Linked DNA regions of Arachis hypogaea: region 1 is linked to region 2. Evidence: chromatin contacts called from public Hi-C data. All regions are on one chromosome and are shown on one strand. Each heading gives the region's core, a stretch centred on a gene start, on an enhancer-like site or on the middle of the called end of the contact. The rest is flanking DNA. Distances are from core to core; before and after follow the strand shown. Region 1 holds the start of LOC112721386. Region 2 holds the start of LOC112721363 (copper chaperone for superoxide dismutase, chloroplastic/cytosolic).

What was found. A called contact is a pair of places that touch in the nucleus more often than the background predicts.
Region 1: a contact with region 2 is called in a Hi-C map of leaf, with 3 times the contacts expected there. The contact joins the promoter of LOC112721386 here to the promoter of LOC112721363 in region 2. A contact is called at or near these places in 2 of 8 Hi-C or Micro-C datasets (both in leaf).

What each region holds. Positions count from the first base shown.
Region 1 is chr11:56,080,796-56,084,854 of arahy.Tifrunner.gnm2.J5K5, forward strand. LOC112721386 reads right to left here and starts at 2,435. Exons shown (of 2, transcript XM_025772456.1): 1 at 614-2,435; 2 at 1-29. The coding sequence starts at 2,435. The region is part of intron 4 of LOC112721392 (ribokinase); the gene reads right to left.
Region 2 is chr11:55,924,352-55,928,230 of arahy.Tifrunner.gnm2.J5K5, forward strand. LOC112721363 (copper chaperone for superoxide dismutase, chloroplastic/cytosolic) reads right to left here and starts at 1,511. Exons shown (of 6, transcript XM_025772434.3): 1 at 1,030-1,511; 2 at 915-944; 3 at 603-675; 4 at 218-352. The coding sequence starts at 1,266.

The DNA.
Region 1 (4,059 bases), core at 1,185-3,684, 160 kb after region 2:
TGTTAATCGGAAGGGGGTTTTCCCGGTAGCTGTTTGGGGGTCGTGCGGTATGACCATAAGATCGATCCGAGTTTGTCCGCCCATAGTCCTTTGGCTTCGTCGAGCCGTTTCTTGAGTCCTTTAACTATTATTTTGTTTGCGGATTCTACCTGTCCGTTTGTTTGGGGGTGTTCTACTGAGCTAAAACAGTGGGATATGCATAGTCCTTTTAGGAATTCTTTGATTTTTTTGTCAGCGAATTGGGTTCCGTTGTCCGAGATGACGATCTCAGGGATCCCGAATCGGGTGATGATCTGTCGCCAGAGGAATTTTCGACATTGGGTTGCCGTGATAGAGGCCAGGGGCTCGGCCTCGATCCACTTAGTGTAGTAGTCTACGGCGACGATGAGGTATCGGAGTTGGCTGGGTGCCGTGGGAAAAGGTCCGACAAGGTCGATCCCCCAGGTGCCGAATGGCCGCTCTGCCGATATGATGCTGAGCTGGTGTGGGGCTGCTTGGTGGATATTGGCGTGCCTTTGGCATTTGTCGCAATTTTTTACTAGCTGCGTGGAGTCCCGGATCACCGTGGGCCAGAAGTAGCCGGCCCGGATGACTTTTTGGGCAAGGGTTTTACCTCCGACGTGGTGGTCGCAACAACCTTTATGGATTTTGCGGAGTATGTACTCCGTGTCCCCTGTTTCGACGCATTTGAGCAGGGGTTGCGAGAATTCGCGTTTGTATAGTTGTCCTGCGACGACTGTATAGTTGGCGGCTTCCCTTTTTGTCTGTTTTTCCTCTTTGGGGTCTTCGGGTAGTGTTCCTTTAAGGAGATATTGTAGGATGGGGTAGGTCGACGATCCTTGGTGGGAGAGTGTCAGATAGGCATTAGCCATCGTGGATATGGACGGTGATTTGACGACTTCCTGAATTAGCGATTTGTTGCCGTGTCCTGGTTTAGTGCTGGCTAGTTTAGAGAGGAGGTCGGCCCTGGCATTACGTTTCTTGGGGACGTGCCGTATGGTTACGTGGTTGAATTCTTCCTTTAGTTTGTTAACTTTGGCGACGTATTGTTGTAGCAGGGGATCTCGTGTTTGGTAGTCTCCGTTAATTTGGGAACTGACTACTTGGGAATCCGTATTTATTTCCAGGACCTTTGCTCCGACTTCTTTGGCTAGGGCTAAGCCTGCCAGGAGGGCCTCATATTCTGCTTGGTTGTTTGAGACTGGGAATTCGTATCGTACTGACTGTTCGATCACAACTCCGTTTTGACTTTCGAGAATGACTCCGGCACCTCCGGAAGTGACGTTCGAGGTGCCGTCAACGTGTAGTTTCCATGATTCGGGGGTGGAGTTTCCCAGTGTCATCTCGGCGATGAAGTCGGTCATGGCCTGTGCTTTGATTGCGTATCGGGGTTCGAACTTGATATCGAACTGGGATAGTTCGATGGACCATGCTAGCATTCTGCCCGCTAAATCGGGTTTTTGTAGTACCTGTTTAACTGCTTGGTCGGTTCGAACTGTCACAGGGTGGGCCTGAAAATATTGCCGCAGACGTCGGGAGGCCGTGAGGAGGGCGAAGGCTAGTTTTTCCAGGTGCGAGTAGCGAGTTTCCGTGTCTTGTAGGACCTTGCTTATGAAATATATGGGTTTTTGTTCTTTCTTCTCGTTTTCGCGGATGAGTGCCGCTGCGAGTGCTTCTTCTGTTATGGAGAGGTATAAGTAGAGAGTCTCCCCTGTTTGGGGTTTGGCAAGAACTGGTGGTTCCGCTAGGACTTTCTTGAAATGTTGGAATGCTTTTTCGCATTCTGCTTCCCATTTAAAGAGGGTTCCTTTTTTCATCACTCTGAAGAAGGGGATTGCCTTTTGGGCCGATGCTCCGAGAAAGCGAGATAGTGCTGTCAGACGGCCGGTGAGCTTTTGGATGTCGTTTATATTTTTTGGGCTTGTCATCTCAAGGACGGCGCGACATTTCTCTGGGTTGGCTTCAACTCCACGTTGTGTGATCATAAAGCCGAGGAACTTCCCTGCCTCCATTCCGAAGGCGCATTTTGTCGGGTTGAGTGGCATTTTGTGCTTTCGTAGGGTGTTCATTATGACCTTGAGGTCGCTGATGAGTTGTTCGCCGGAGTCGGTCTTGGCGAGCATGTCGTCTATGTAGACTTCTAGTTTGGTTCCGGACAGGTTCTGGAATATCTTGTTAACGAGCCGTTGGTAGGTGGCTCCGGCGTTCTTCAAGCCGAAAGGCATGACTGTGTAACAGTACGTTCCGTCGGGGGTGATGAATGCCGTTTTTTCTTCATCGGGTCGCTGCATGGGTATTTGATTATAGCCGGAGTATGCGTCCATGAAGCTGAGGTATCGATGTCCAGATGCGACGTCCACCAACCCGTCGATGTTTGGCAGGGGAAAGGCGTCTTTTGGAAAGGCTTTGTTGAGGTCCGTGTAGTCGACGCACATTCGCTACTTTCCGTTGGACTTTTTTACTAGTACGACGTTTGCTAACCACGTCGTGTAGGGTAGTTCTCGGATGAAGTTTGCTTCGAGTAAGGCTTGTACTTGTCTCTTGACCTCGGTCGCTCGGTCTGACGACATTTTCCGTCTCCTTTGTGCCACGGGTTTGGCCTTGGGGTCTACGGCTAGCCGGTGGGACATTAGGTCGGGGTCTATCCCAAACATGTCGACTGGCGTAAAAGCGAACAAGTCTCTGTTTTGTTTCAAAAATTGGGAAAGGTCTTCTTTAAGGTTATATGGGAGGTTCCTATTGATGAAGTTGTACTCGTCTTTGGTTTGCCCTACTTGTAGTTTTTTCATGTCGCCTTCCGGTTCTGGCCTAGGTTGGCCGTCTTGTCGGGCGTCTAGGTCGGCTAGGAATATCCCAGCCGCGTCACGGGATTTTTTCCGCAAAGTCAGGCTGGTGTTGTCGCATTCTGCCGTGACTTCGCGGTCTCCGTGGATGGTCCCGATGGAGCCGTCTTCCGTGATGAATTTCATAAGAAGGTATTTGGTGAAGATGATGGCCGAGAAATCATTGATTGTTTTTCTCCCGAGGATGACGTTGTAAGCGGTGGAGTCTTTTAGGACCACGAATTCAGATAGAATTGTCATCCTTTGGTTACCTGTTCCTATGGTGAGGGGGAGGGTGATGGAACCTTCTAGTTTGAGAAATTTTTCCACGAGTCCCGTGACGCCGTTGCGGTATGTTTGGAGATTTTCGTTGCAGAGCCCGGTTTTGTCGAAGGCTCCTCGGAAAAGGATGTTGGAGTCTGCGCCGGTGTCCACCAGTATTCTCCGGACTAGTCCTGTTCCGATTCTTGCCGAGATGACGAAAGGAGCGTCTTCAGCCGAGGTGCCGTGCTGGCAGTCCTCGGGTAGGAAAGTTATCGTTTTGCCGGTGGTATTGGTTGGAGCTTGGTCTCTGATGGCCAGGACTTTGAGGTCCTTTTTTAGTGTTGTTTTCGATTTGCCTGACACGTCCTTGCCTATGATAACGTTCACTATTATGGTTAGGTCGTCTTATGGGCTTTCCCTGGGGGTTTGTTTTTGTGTCCTCGGGTTGCACCCTTTTCTTTCTGGCGACCTGTCTCTCTCTGATGATTTTGGCGAACTCTTGGAGTTTGCCGTCCCTTATAGCTTGTTCGAGGGCGTCCTTAAGGTCAAAATAGTCTTGTGTCCTGTTCCCGTATCCTCGGTGGTAGTCGCAATAGAAGGTTTTGCTGCCGCCCGTTCTTTCTTTAAGTTGCCGGGCTTTTGGGATGATACCTCTGTCCGCTATTTGGTGGTATATCTGGGTAATTGGAGCTGTTAGGGGTGTGTAATTAGAGAATTTGCCGATTCTGGGCGGTCGGTTTGCGTTTGTTGGCTTAGGGTGGTCCCTCTGATTTTCTCTGGGTGGTGGGTTATGCCGGGGTGCCGAACTGCCGTGCTGGGCGTTGCCATGTTGCCGTTTATTGGCAGCGACGACCTGGCTGACTTCCTCATCATTGATGTAATCTCTGGCGATGTTCTGGATCTCGTGCATGGTCCATACTGGTTTGGTGGTAAGGTGTTTGCGAAAATCTTCGTTCATGAGCCCGTTGGTTAG
Region 2 (3,879 bases), core at 261-2,760:
AAGTTAATTGAAGTTTGTTATCAGTAGTTACTAGTTCAGAAGTTGGTTTCTCCAATATTCCTAAAGGCCTAAGGGTTTAGGGTTCATGCACAAAAAAATTACTTGACGCAAAACTGGTCATACTCATTATACTTGTTACTCAATACTCATCAAGTAGAATAAAGTGATAAAATTTCCACTGATAAATCATAACCAAGCGAGAAATCTACTAGCAAACCTTCAGGTGTTCCCTGTCCGATTAATCGGGCTTTTCTACCAGTCTGTTCCAAAGCTTCAGTCATGGTCTTCACTGGAGTCGAACCACGAATCCTAACTACCTGATTGCTCAAGTCCACCTCTACATCCTTCACTCCTGCAGAAAGTTGACAAGACCAGTTTGACATAAATGATGAACACTCCAGTGTAGGATGCCATAACTGAAATTTGTGAACTGATATATCTAAAATGAAAATGCATTTAGTAGTATATCCGTAGAAAAAAATAAATTCCAATTCATTAAATTACTCCAAAATCCAAACAGGTTGGTCACTTGTGAATAGAAATTAATTGCACTAGCCGATCCAGAGGTTCAAAGAAAACATTCATCAGAACAGAACACGTACCATTGATGGTCTGCAACTTGTTTTTAACAGCATTAACACAACCTTCACACTTCATATCCACCATGTACTCCGTCTACACCAAATCAGAAGATCGGACAAATTAACTAAACCAATTCCATTACAAAGAATCTATTCCCAATCCCCTATAATAATAATAATAATAATAATAATAATAATAATAATAATAATAATAATAATTAGCTGAAGGATTAACCTTAGCTGAACCTAGACGAATAGATATCTATCCAAATTTGCAATTGCACGGATGCTAATACAAGAATAGAGAGAGATAGAGAAGATAATGAAACTGACCAGTAACTCCGGCAAGGAAGAATGATGGTTCTGTAAGAGAGAGATATAATGAATAATCAATAATTAATAAGTAAGAAGAGGAAGATTCTAGAGAGATATTAAAAAGGGGGAATACCTGAGAAGCAGTGTTGTGGTCCATTTGGAGAGGGGAGGGCGGGGCAGCAAATGTTTTAACGAGGCCGAATCGGTTGGGGTTGAGAGAGAAGGGTGAGTTTGGCGATTTGGAAGATTGAGAAGGAGAAGAAGAAGTAGAAGAGGATAGAGAAGAAAAGGCGAAAGCAGCAGGAATAGCAGATGCAGCAATAGCAGTGGTAGTGGTAGTTGCCACTGTTCTCAGAAATGCCATATTCATAATTGATTATTCTTTTTCTTTATGTTCGCTGTCTCATACAACTATGCTTACGGCCTTGCAGGTTTACTCATCTCTCTCCTCCTTACCACTTCTAGATTAATCCACATTCCACAGCTTTCCTTCCATTCCATTCCATTCATTTTTTTTCCTGTTTTTTATTTATTTTTCACCATTTTGTTCTTTCTTTTCTTTTTTCCACTTTCAATTCAATCTATATTTTTCTTCTTGGGTAGAGTTTTGGTGACGACTCTTGGTTAAATTTTGCTATTTACACCCATATTAAGATTTTTTGAAAAATAATACTGTAATTGATTGCCAACATATTTATCAGGAGTGCTATGGGCAGCAATTTTTTTATTTTGTAACCATCAATTGGCTATCAATAGTGTTTTTAATGGTGTGAAATTATATTTAATGGTAGAAGATTACTCACTTTTTTTTAATGGTTAAGTGTTCACGACAAAATACAAAAGTTGCTGGTTCCTAGACTTTCTCTTATCAAAATTTTAAAATACATTTATTCAATATAGTATATTAATATTCTTTCGGTTGTTATGTTTAGTAATTTGTAAAATATACGTATAATAAAATTCTCCCTAATATGTAGTTTTTCTTAACTAAATACTCTTCTAATTTCTAAAGAATAAAGACACTTATTGGATATCAAAATGAAAACTTTTGAAGTTGTTTACTTTTCCATAAATTTAATTTTCTTTTTTGCCCTTTTTAACTTTTTTTTTATTAGTGCTTTCAGAATATTTGATATATACAAGAATCAAAGAGAAAATATTTCAACATATTTAAATTAATTAAACATGAAATAAAATTAAATAAATCATAATTTAACTAAATATTTCAACGAATATATATTAACACATATAAGTAAAATAACTAGTTTGACTAACTGGTAAGTTGGTGAGAGACAAAAGACTACTAAAAAAATTTTAAGTGAAGAGATTGATAATAAAATAAAAAGTTAATTATTATATTATTCTAATGTTTTGAATTCAACCAAAAGAATTTTTGGAGTTATTTCAAGAATTCTCCTCAAGTTTTTGCAAATTCGCCCATGCACGTGAACGACCTATTTGATGACCAATTTATAAATTATTTTTTTGTGAAGCAATTTTTTTTTTTTGGTGACTTTTGTGAAGCAATTTGTTTTTATCAGATTTTAACTAATTCAATCGATTAATTATTTATTCGATTTAATATTTTAACAAGGCCGATTATATCGGCTGAATAGTTTTTCAGTTTTTTTTTTTTTTTTTTGGTGACGAATAGTTTTTCAGTTAAACCAATGGATTCTCTGATTTTAATAACTATTGTATTAATATTAAATACTTTTTGTTTTTCAAAAGGAAAAGTATATAGAACCAAGAGGTTACCAGCCAAAAACTAAACAAAACCACATTAATTTATATTAATTATTAATTTTAAATTTTTTAAATTTAAAATTTAAAAAATTTAAAATTGATTAAATAAACGTAATTAAAACCTATAAAAAGCATTCCTCCTCTCTCTCACATTAACCTACCCACCTCCAACAATCACACACAGACCTTTTTCTCTCACCAATGCTGCCTAAAACGCCGGCGACTTCCATTCTCTCCGCGACGCCCTCAACAAGCGCATCTAAGACAACTGCTTCAACACGAAGTCCACCTTCGACTTACCTGGCATTGATTACCTGGCAGCTTCCATGAGCCCCAACAATGAGTCAATTGCAACGAGTGTTATTGTCTCCGGTGGCTACGAAGATGATATGGACGAAGGAGATGTCATAATCTACACTGGACAAGGCGGGTAGGCCATGAATTATAAAAAAAACATTCATTTAATATAAAAAAAAATCTTAATACTTAACAAAAGAAATATTCAGCTATATTTTAGCAAAAATAATTAAATATTTATAAAATTTTAAAAAAATATGAAATTCTTAAAGAAATAGAGACATTCACATTTGCAATACAAAAAAATTCGAAAAATATATAAAAGAACACACATTTAGTATGAAAAAGAAACATTCTAATACTTAGCAGAAGAAACATCCATATATATTCACTCGTAGAAATTTTGGATTCACCCAAAGGTATTTAGCTGATTTTTAGCTAATACCCTTCTGGTTCCCTAGCATTGTTGTTTTCAAAAAGAACTTTTATCTTTAGTTTCACTTTACTTTGTGAATTTTCTTTTGCACATTTTTTAAAGGGCAAAAAACTAGAATAAACCAAGGGAAGTTGCAAATTACCTAAATGAGCCAAAGTGAAATTCGTTTCTGCAATTAGCCAAACCCTATATTTATATAATTCGAACCAGTGTGGTTCGAACTCTATTCATGAGTAATTCGAACCAGGGTGGTTCGAATTACTAAGAGAGAAATTCATTCAAGTAAATCGAACCAGGGTGGTTCGAATTACTTGGGAGGAAAACGTAGCACATAATTCGAAACAAGCTGGTTCGAATTATATGGGGAGACGCTGCATCAAGTAATTCGAACTAGGCTGGTTCGAATTACACAAACTGAATTCGAACCAGTCCGGTTCGATTTAGTGGTAGACAGTGCAGTATATATATGGTTCTAAACGTGAGTTGCTCTCATAGAGGGTGTAA